Regions from separate parts of the Macaca mulatta genome. Here region 2 is linked to region 1. Evidence: chromatin contacts called from public Hi-C data. All regions are on one chromosome and are shown on one strand. The core of a region is the stretch at or near the end of the contact, and the rest is flanking DNA. Distances in the headings are between cores, read along the strand shown. Region 1 has its middle 19 kb from the start of NSD1. Region 2 overlaps PRR7 (proline rich 7, synaptic).

Region 1 (5,279 bases), core at 1,032-3,531:
TCGATTTCCTGACCTCATGAACCACCTGCCTCGGTCTCCCAAAGTGTTGGGATTACAGGCGTGAGCCACCGTGCCTGGCCGTGGTGGGTCTTTAGAGTGCCCACTGCTTGAGCTGGTGTTGGAGAGGCAGCACGCTGTGAAGTTATAAGCGCAGACGCTGGCCCAGATGGCTTGATGTGAACCCCCAGCTCTGCCACTTAATAGTGACCTTGGGCAAGTTATAGAGAACTTATCTGTGCCTCTGTGATCACTCTGTAAAGTGGGATTTTCTTTTTTTTTTCTCTTTTTCTTTTGTTGAGATGGAGTCTTGCTTTGTTGCCCAGGCTGGAGTGCAGTGGCACAATCTCACCCCAACCTCCACCTCCCAGATTCAAAGGATTCTCCTGCTTCAGCCTCCTGAGTAGCCGGGATTACAGGCATGCACCACCATGCCTAGCTAATTTTTGTATTTTTAGTGGAGACGAGGTTTAGCCGTGTTGGCCAGGCTGGTGATTCACCCGCCTCGGCCTCCCAAAGTGCTGGGATTGCAGGTGTGAACCACCATGCCCGGCCTGAAGTGGGATTGTTGATAGGTAATATGTAAGCTTAGAACAGTGTCTGGCACCTGGCAAGTCCTCCAATGGTTGTAATCATGATTATTATTTTAGTGAGGTTCACACAGAGTTGGTGCATGGCAGCCTTCTAGCAAGATGTGTTTCAGTACATACCTGTTGTGTCATAAACATTCCCACCTTATTGCTGGTGTTTTTCCTGATGTAAATCCCATGGTTTCATGTCCTGTCCTACTACTGTTCCTGTATAGCTTAAATTTCCCCTTGTTAGACCAAGTGAAGGGATTATGGGATTGGAAGACTAAACAGGCATATGGTTACGCCCTTGTTAACAGCAGTGTACATTCTAGTAAGGGGGAGTAGGAAGAAAAAGCCTTAGTACAAGGCTGTGTGTGATGAGATTGTGAGTTCCTCTAGGGTAGGATTATTCACAATCATAAAAATTGTTACCAATGTGTTTTGGGAGCTCACAGTGTGCCGGGTAGGTTTTACAATCTTCACAAAGATACTGAAGTAGGTATTAGTAGTCCCATTTTCCAGAAGAGGTATCTGAGGTTCAGTGAAGTTAAACACTTGTCCTAGGTCATATGGTAAGCAAGTAATTTTTCTTTCTTTCTTTCTTTTGTCTTTTTTTTGAAACGGGGTCTTGCCCTGTCACCCAGGCTGGAGTGCAGTGGTGTGATCTCAGCTCACTGCTGTCTCTGCCTTCTGGGCTCATGCTATCCTCCCACCTCAGCCTCCCGAGTAGCTGGGACCACAGGCACACGCCGCCAGGCTCTGCTAATTTTTGTATTTTTTGATAGAGACAGGTTTTGCCACGTTGCTCAGGCTGGCCTCAAACTCCTAGGCTCAAGCAATCTGCCCGCCTTTGCCTCCCACGGTGCTGGGATTACAGGCGTGAGCCACCATGCCCGGCATTTTTTTACTTATTTATTTTTGAGGCAAGGTCTCACTTTTTCGCCCAGGCTGGAGCGCTGTGGCGTGATCTCGGCTCACTACAGCCTGCACCCTCTTGCTCAAGTGATCCTCCCACTTCAGCCACCGGAGTAGCTGGGACCACAGGCGCGCACTGCCATCCCGGCTAGTTTTTGTTTGTTTGAGACAAGTCTGTCACTCAGGCTGGAGTGCGGTGGCGCCATCACCGCTCACTGCACCCTCGAACGCCCAGGCTCAAGTGATCCTCCCACCTCGGCCTCCAGGGTAGCTGGGACTAAAGGCACGCACCACCACGCCCGGCTAACTTTTGTATTTTTTAGTAGAGACGCGGTTTCACCATGTTGCCCAGGCTGGTCTCAAACTCCTGAGCTAAAGCAATCCGCCCGCCTAGATCTCCTAAAGTGCTGAGATTGCAGGCGTGAGCCACCGCGCCCGGCGGAGCAAGTAATTTCAACTTGGTTCTGCTTGCTTTCAGATCTCCTGAAACATTACTTTGGACCAGAGAGGGTAAAAAGGACATGACCCCAGAAGCCAGCGAGAGAAAAAGGGGGAATTATCAGAAGGACACAGGGTCCGGGTGTCTGGGACAGGTGGCCTCCCCAACCCCCTCGGCCGGCGGAACAGGGTAGTGGGAGACCCGGCCCCAGACTCCCAGTTCGGCGCCCGCGGAACCCAGCCGGGTGCACGTGGCCAGCACAGCCGCTGGGCCCCGCGGCACTCAAGTCCGGCTTCCGCTCCCGACCACACGCGGGCCGCATTCCTGGGAGAACGCCTCCGATTGGTCCGTTCGGTCAGGTGGCTGCCACGGGCCAATCAGCGGCGGCTGGTGCCGTGGGCCGCGCGAAGGGCTCTGCGGCGGTGGAGCCTCAGAAAAGATCATCTTTGTGCGCTGGGCTACTCCGGTAAAGGGCAGCCAATTTCTATTAACGTTCAGTGGATCCCAGATCTTGCTAGCGACCCCACTGGCCCTTTGTGCCTGTTTTTCTGAATTCACCACCAGCCCTGCCGCAGCGCTTGGAGAAGGAGACAGAGAACAACTGGGCCGGACCTCCTCGTGGGCTTTTGAGTCCCGCCCTATTGCTTCCATGGGTTTTTGTGTCCCTTTCTCCTCTCTCGCCTGTGGAGCGCCAACCCTTTCCTGTCTTCTTGCTCCTTCCCAGCAGCCAACAAACGGCCGAGAAAAATCTCAACTCCCCTGCAACCAGGCTCTGCCTCTCCTCCCCTCCACTGTCCTGTCCCCTCTTCCTCATCTTCCTCCTGATCCCACTGCACTCTGGCTTCAGATCACCAGCAGTGCCGCTGTAGCCAAATCCTGTGACGTTTCACGATCTTTGCTGCTTTATTCTGAGAAGCATTTGCGTCTTTTTTTTTTTTTTTGAGACAGAGTCTCGTTCAGTCCCCCGGGCTGGAGTACAGTGGCACGATCTCAGCTCACTGCAAGCTCTGCCTCTCGGGTTCACGCCATTCTCCTGCCTCAGCCTCCCGAGTAGCTGGAACTACAGGCGCCCGCCACTACGCCCGGCTAATTTTTTTTTGTATTTTTAGTAGAGACGGGGTTTCACCGTGTTGGCCAGGCTGGTCTCGAACTCCTGACCTTGTGATTCGCCTACCTGGGCCTCCCAAAGTGTTGTTGGGAATACAGGCGTGAGTCACTGCCCCGGATTTTTTTTTTTTTTTTTTTGAGACAAAGTCTCACTCTGTAGCCCAGGCTGGAGGGCAGTGACCTGATGTCGGCTCACTGCAACCTCCACCTCCCGGGTTCAAGCAATTCTCCTGCCTCAGCGCCCCTAGTAGCTGGAAGTATAGATGTGCGCCACCACACCCCACTTACTTTTGTATTTTTAGTAGAGATGGGGTTTCACCATGTTGGCCAGGCTGGTCTTGAACTCCTGACCTCAAGTGATCCACCCACCTTGGTCTCCCAAAGTGCTGGGGTTACAGGTATGAGCCACCACATCTGGCCAACATTATGTTTTTTGTTTTTTTTTTTTAGAAAGTCTCACTTCGTCACCCAGGCTGGAGTGCAGTGGCAGTGGCTCCATCTTGGCTCACTGCAACCTCCACCTCCCGGGTTCAAGCGATTCTCCTCCCTCAGCCTCCCTAGTAGCTAGCTGGGATTACAGGTGTGTGCCGCCACTCCTGGATAATTTTTTTTGTATTTTTAGTAGAGATGGGGTTTCGCCATGTTGGCCAGTCTGGTCTCAAACTCTTGACTTCATGTGATCCGCCCGCCTCAGCCTCTCCAAGTGTTGGGATTACAGGCGTGAGCCACCTCGCCCGGCACACAAGTTACCATTGATAAATATTCTTTTATTGCTGCATGCAAGAGCTTGTAGTGCTGTCTATTGTGACAGGCACACAGTGTGTGCTTTATTACTATGTACCGAATGAATGTAGAAAGGATGTCTGGTATAGTACGTGGCACAGAGGAAGTGCTCCTTCAAAGTTAGCTCTCTTCCTCTTGAGAAGCTAGGAGGGCCTGGGAATTCAGTCTTGGGAGCCTTGGCTGGGATAGGGGAGGGAAACTGTGGGAACACCGAGGCCTCATCCCTCAGATCAGCTCTTCCCCAGCGATAGGAACTATCCCAGCACCTCACCCCCAGTGCAAAAGCTATGTAAATGATCTAAATTTCAGAGGTAGAAAGCAAAAGTGAAAGTCTTTGCCCTTGTCCACTCCCAGGGCAGACCTCTGATCTGTCAGTTCAGCAAAGGCAGCACTGCCCAGTGATGGGGCGGGAAGCTGAACCAGGACTGATGGCCTACCTAGGACAGGCAGCTGCTGCAGCTGTCCTGGGAGACGCATAGACCAGGGTTCAAAACTTGGCTGGAGACCACATGCGGTGGCTCACACCTGTAATCCCAACACTTTGGGAGGCTGAGGTCAGCGGATCTTTTGAGGCCAGGAGTTAAAGACCAGCCTGGCCAAGACGGCGAAACCCCATCTCTACTAAAAATACGAAAGTTAGCTGGGCATGGTGGTGCGCGCCTGTAATCCCAGCTACTACTCACTAAGCTGAGGCAAGAGAATTGCATGAACCCCAGAGGCAGAGGTTGCAGTGATCTGAGATTGCACCACTGTACTCCAGCCTGGGCGACAGAGCTAGACTCTTATCTCACACACAAAAACAAAAACAAAACCTGGTTGGGTGATCTTGAGGGTGTGAATTGACTTCTGTGAGTCATCATTTCCATCTGTAGGCAGGGGATACGAATGGACTCTACCTCTTAGGGAGGTTGTAAGGAGACCCCTTAGATCTCTCCCTAAATCTCCCTCCATCTCTTAAAAAAAAAAAAAAAATAGAGGCATCTAGAAAACATTGGTGTTTGGCTTTTGCTTTGGCTGAGAGGGAGGGAGAAGCAGAGCGCTCATGGTGCACTGTCGCCACCGTATGACTAGCTGGGGAATTGCATAGGGGAAGGTTCTCAGACCCAGGAAAGCCCATCTGGACTGTGGAGTGTTTTGTTGTTGTTGTTGTTGTTGTTGTTTGAGACAAGGTCTAGCTCTGTTGCCCAGGCTGGAGTGCGGTGGTGTGATCTCGGCTCCACTGCAACCTCCCAGGTTCAAGTGATTCTCGTGCCTCAGCCTCCCGAGTAGCTGGGACCACAGGTGCCAGGCTGTGGAGTTCGAGGAAGACTGAGATGGGCCCCTGCTGCCAGCACCCTCTTCCACTGCCTACAGTGCTTTGGGGGAGCGAGCAGCCTCCCCCTGGGCTTAGGGTACTGGTGGCACCTTCTCTGCCTCTAGAACTTTTGTTGACTTCTCAATGTGGCATTCAAGGCTCCTCACAGCTG
Region 2 (5,279 bases), core at 1,517-4,016, 360 kb before region 1:
CCCGCAGTCAGGCCAGGAGTCCGCCGGTGGGGCCCGGGGCGCCGGGCGCCCCTCTATACGGCTGTAGTCCTCCCGAACAAGGGGATGGAGACCGGCAGACGCCAAGCTCCGTGCTCCAGTGGCTCGCGGCTGCTGAGCTCTGAGTCGGTCCAGCTGGGGAAGACCCGGCGGCCACGGTCGGCCTGCAGGCAGAGGGCTGGGCAGGGCGGCGCGGGCCGAGGGGCGCTGGGCAGGTGCAGCGCGGAGTTGTAGCCCCGGTCCAGGAAGAGCGGCTTGTAGCTGGGAGGCGGCTGCTCCTGTTTTTCCGCGCTGTCGCGGCGGCTCAGGAAGGGCGTGACGATCTTGCGGTAGAGGCCGCGCGTGTCCGTGAGCACCTCGCTGTAGGGCGGCGGCGGCTCGGCCATCAGCACCGCCTCTTCGTAACACGGTGGCTTGGACATGTCCGATTCCGCTGCGGAGTGGGAGGCGGTCGGAGGGGGTGAGGCCGCCGGTTCCCAGCCTCTCGCAGAGGCCCCAGCCAGGGGCCGCCCGCGCCCCAGCTCCAGCCCCAGCCCCAGCCCCAGCCCGAGCCCGCCGCTGCCCGTGTTCTCCCGGAGGCTGCGGGTGGAAACCCCGCGGGTAAGCAGCGAGCCCTCCAACGCCCGCCCACTCCCGGCGGCCCGGATCGCCCCCTGGCGGAGGTCGGTACTCACCTTGGCGCGGGTAGCTCCAGGGCCGTGGCGGCACCGACAGGTGCGGAGGCGGCGGGTGCGGGAGCGCGTGGTGGTGCGGGTGTGGGTGTGGATGCGGGTGCGCGTGCGGCTGCGCGGGCCCGTGGTGCAGCAGCGGGTGCACGTGCACGTGCGGATGCGAGTGCGCGTGCGCCGGCGCCTCCAGGCGACTGCGGTGCGGCGGTGGCTGCGGCGGCGCCAGGCCCGGGGGACTCCCGGCCAGACTGCCCTCGAGTTCGAGGGGCTCCAGCTCTAGGGCGCGCAGGTTCTGCTCGCGCAGTCGCTCCTCCTGGCGCCGTTTGAGGCGGCGGCGCAGGAAGCTGCAGAAGCAGCAGAGCAGGACGATGAGACCCCAGATGAGCCAAAAGCCGGCGAAGCACGTGAGGAACGTGTAGGTGCCCTGGGACATCACCATGGCGGCGGCACGGGCAGCGGGTCCTCAGCCGCTTCACTGGACACTGGGCTCCTCTGCGTGCCCCCGGGCCCGCGCCACACTCTCAGGTGCCGCCAGCGTCACTCGGGGACCCGCGGCCGGGGGCTGCCCGTGGCAGGTCTCAAGTCGTGCGCGCGCCGGCGGGGGACAGCAGCGGCGCCCGCTCCTTCCCATGGCGCCGGCGGGCGCGCGGGCGTGCCTCACCCGGGGCCGCGCGGGACCTGTGGGGCAGACACGGGGCGCAGTGAAGGCGCGCCGCGGCCCCCAACGACTTCCCGGCCCCCGCCCGCGCCCTGCGCAGTCCGGGGAAAGCCTTCTCCGTGGGAACCCCGCTCTCCCCGGGGGGCCGGTGACGTCACCGAGGAGGGTGACGTCACGCCTCGAGGTTTCCCCGGTAGGGTTTCCCCGATCTGAGCCCCGGCCGCCGCCGCGGAGCCCGGGCGCCGAGGGGAGCCGAGGCGGGCCAGCAGGGGGCGCGCGAAGGCCGGACTCCAGCTCGGACGAGAGATTCGCCATCCACAGTCCCTGGGGCAAAGGTACCCCAGCTGCGAAAAGGTTTCAGGAGCCTGTGCGCACCAGGTCCCTGAAGAGGCGTCTCGACGCGGTTGCTGTGCGGCGGGGAAAGGGTGGTATATCTCCTGGAGCCCCACAGACAGCCACCCGGCGCCCTGTACAGACGCCTGGTAGCCCCTGGCTGCCCAAAGCCCGGAACAACTGGCCCTGCACCGCGCCCTCCGGGTCTCCGCCGCTCCCATTGTAGGGCTCAGGCGGGTGGCTCCAACTGGTAATGCCTGCCAGTACTGCGTGCCACCGGCCCTGCCTTTGCGCCTAGCGCGCTGCGCCGAGCGTGGGCCAGTCTCTCTCTTCCTTTCCTCCAGGCGCCCTGCCTGCTCCAGCTCCGCTTCCCCTCCTACCCTTGCACAGCCCCACTTGGCTCTGCCTCTGTCTCCAGGCCGCCGTCTCCCTCTCCCTCTCGCGGAGGGGAGGAAAAGTAGATGAGGGTCGGAAGCTAGTCTGTTGTACCCACCTGGTCCTGCACTCACGCCAGATGGGCATCTCTAGTTCCGCTTCCTCCCCTCCACAAACGCGGGCGAGAGGGGGAACATTGCACCCTAAGAGGGAGGTAGGAGGGAGCCCTGACTCTGAGTGAAAGGTGGCAGGTGACTGCTCACCGCCCCCACAGAACAGAACTGAGCCTTTCCTGAATGCCTTATACACACAGGTTTGAACGAAAGCCTTCGGGTAACTGGAATGATTCCTATTTTACAGATGAGCAGTTGGGGAAAACTGGCTGTGTAGATGGCAGGTGGTGGAACCATAATTTGAACCCAGGCCTGGCCACAAAACCCTAGCCTGGGTGGGGTGGGGGGTAGTGCTGCCTGGGCTACTTTGTGGGCCTCTTCCAGAAGCCCCACAGACCCTCCTACCCTCAGCACGCCCAAGGCACACACACACACTCTGCTTTGAGAGCCACAGGGAGCCTGAGCCCCAAGCTGGGGGGGAGCCAGGCCATGGGCCACCCCACACTTCTCCCCAGATGGCCCCTGACTCCATGGCTGCCTTCAGCCACGTGCCACTTGGTGCCCGTGCCGGTCCCCTTCTCCTGGGCCTGCGTTCCAGAACAGACAATGGCAGGAACCATAGCTCTGCCCGCCCCCTCGACAACCCTGCCATGAGGCTGCCATGGTGACGCAGCCCAGATAAAAACACGATGCTGCCAGTCACTGGGAGTTAATTACATCTGTTATTCTTTTCCTGAGCCATCAGGAATGCTCTGAGGAAACTGGCACTAACTAGAGATCCCCCTGGCCTGCCAGGCAGGAACAGCTCCGGGTCAGAAAAGGTAACCCTGGGGCTGGAGGTGATGGGGTTTAGCTGAATTACAAATATCTTTCTTTTTTTTTTTTTTTTTTTTTTTGAGACGGAGTCTCGCTCTGTCGCCCAGGCTGGAGTGCAGTGGCCGGATCTCAGCTCACTGCAAGCTCCGCCTCCCGGGTTCACGCCATTCTCCCGCCTCAGCCTCCCGAGTAGCTGGGACTACAGGCGCCCGCCACCTCGCCCGGCTAGTTTTTTGTATTTTTTTTTTAGTAGAGACGGGGTTTCACTGTGTTAGCCAGGATGGTCTCGATCTCCTGACCTCGTGATCCCCCCGTCTCGGACTCCCAAAGTGCTGGGATTACAGGCTTGAGCCACCACGCCCGGCCTACAAATATCTTTCAAGGACCACACAGAATCCTCTCAACACCACCTTGTCCATGCTGGTTGTGCCCATTTGATAGACAGGGAGATAGGCTCAGAGAGGGAAATGACTTGCCCCAGGTTACACAGCTCAGAAGGGGAGGAGCTAGGATTTAGCCTGAGTCTGAATCCAAACTCTGTCAAAACACTCCCTATGTGATAAGCCAGATGTAAGTGGCAGCCATGGGGGCACTGGGCAGACAGGCCAGCTAGCAGCCAAAATGTGCATTCCCATCCCTTCCCACCAGGGCCCTGGCATGCCTGATCACCAGCCCGACACTGCTGTGGAATAGCAGCATGAGAAAGAGCTACAGGATGAAGGGGAGATGTAATGGCAGCTCCAGGTTAGCAAGAGACAAAAGACAGGGTCTGTGCCCTGAGGGCACCCAGCTCAGCAGGTAGGGCATTAGGCCAGACAGGGCAGGCCATGCCCAGGACCTGCTGGGTGCCATCATAGCTGCATTTTATAGACTAGGCAACTTTGGGCCAAAGAGCAAGAGGAAGGCACTTGCTTAAGGTCACATAGCTAGCCCCATGGCCCCAGCCTGGCTCTGCCCCCAGGTAGAGTGGGTGGGGATTTGACGCTGAACACTATCCCCTTGGCAGTGTCACAGCAGGCCCACGGGACTGGAATCCTGTCTGACGCCTCCCTCCCAGGTGCTCAGTAGACTCTCACTAACCGACCATAGGTGCTCAATACATAAACATCAGAGGTTCATTCAGACCTTTCAAAATGCTCTACCTGACCAGGCCAGACTTTGCAAAGCCTCCTGAAAAAAGCATGCCCCCTTACTGCTCCTTTCCTATGTGAGCTCTTGCCCTTGTCTGGGAGCCTTTCAGACTCAGACCCTGCCTGCAGCCTGCTTCTCCCAGTCACTCCCTCCACTGTCTACACTGCTCCAGACTGGTAGTAGCACATACCTGCCTCCTCCTACCCACCCAACACATTCAGGTGCTAGGAACGATGCCCTGCAGACAGACTGGGCTGCCATTTTATCATTTTATTACTCATGTTCTGTTTGTTTCCTGTTTCTCTTTTCCTACTTTCTTGAAGGTTATTTGAACATGTTTTAGGGTTCCATCTTGATTTATCTGTAGTGTTTTTGAACCATATCGCTCTGCATGTTTTCTTGGGCCACACACTCACTGGGAGCACGGCAGGGGGATGAAAGCAAGACCCTTGGTGAGTTTCTTAACCTCCAAGTTGCTTCAGTTTCCTCATCGGTGAAGATGAAGCTAATCCATGCCAAGGGTGTGGAGGTGCCAACAAACATTAGCTCTAATGGTGGCTTCTGAGCTGAGGATACAGAGATGTGTGTGTCCCCAGGGTGCTCCCTGCCTGAGAGCTGGGCACCACCCTCTTCGAAGCAGGCTAGCATTCTTGTCATTTGGCAGATGGGAACACTTGGCTCAAGGAGATGAAATGACACCCAAGGGCACACAGAACCAGGGCCTGGCTGCATTGCTGTGGGCACCTCCCACACTGCCCTCTGCACAAAGAACCCTACACTTCAGCCTTATACGCCAAAGCACCAAAGATCTGCCACTGGGTCCTTTATCTCAGCAAAGAGCCTACCATTCCTTCCATCCACCGCATCCTCTGCAGGGTGGCATCTGTCCACTTCCTTTGGTCCTCCTGCCACTGCCTTGGCCAGGCCAACATCGTCTCTCCCCTGGCCCCCATCACCACGCTTGCCACTGTGCTGTGCCCCTGCCCAGCCTAGTCACTCTTCATAACGCCACGCTGCCTCAGGAGCCAATCTAGCATTTAACATTGAACATGGCTTAGATCCGGGCCTCTCAAACTTAAGCAAGCATCAGAACCACGTGGAGGCTGTTAAAACAGTGTTGGGCTCCACTCCCAGTGCTGGATTCAGTAGGTCTAGGATGGGGCCCGA

Evidence for each region. A called contact is a pair of places that touch in the nucleus more often than the background predicts.
Region 2: a Hi-C map of fetal cortex germinal zone shows a contact between it and region 1, with 3 times the contacts expected there. The contact joins two enhancer-like sites. A contact is called at or near these places in 2 of 14 Hi-C or Micro-C datasets (fetal cortex germinal zone and liver).

Annotation. Positions count from the first base shown.
Region 1 is chr6:186,079,118-186,084,396 of T2T-MMU8v2.0, reverse strand. No RefSeq gene overlaps it. Among named protein-coding and RNA genes, the nearest start is that of NSD1, 19 kb to the left of the region's middle. Within about 2 kb of position 2,281, at least 31 of the 40 cell types and tissues checked have an H3K27ac peak or open chromatin away from gene starts, as enhancers often do. A contact at or near this core is called in fetal cortex germinal zone, where this site is marked.
Region 2 is chr6:186,434,883-186,440,161 of T2T-MMU8v2.0, reverse strand. It overlaps PRR7 (proline rich 7, synaptic), which reads right to left. Exons shown (of 3, transcript XM_001090929.4): 2 at 693-1,364; 3 at 1-451. The coding sequence starts at 1,125. The coding sequence ends at 54. Among named protein-coding and RNA genes, the nearest start is that of PRR7, 6.7 kb to the right of the region's middle. Within about 2 kb of position 2,766, at least 13 of the 40 cell types and tissues checked have an H3K27ac peak or open chromatin away from gene starts, as enhancers often do. A contact at or near this core is called in fetal cortex germinal zone, where this site is marked.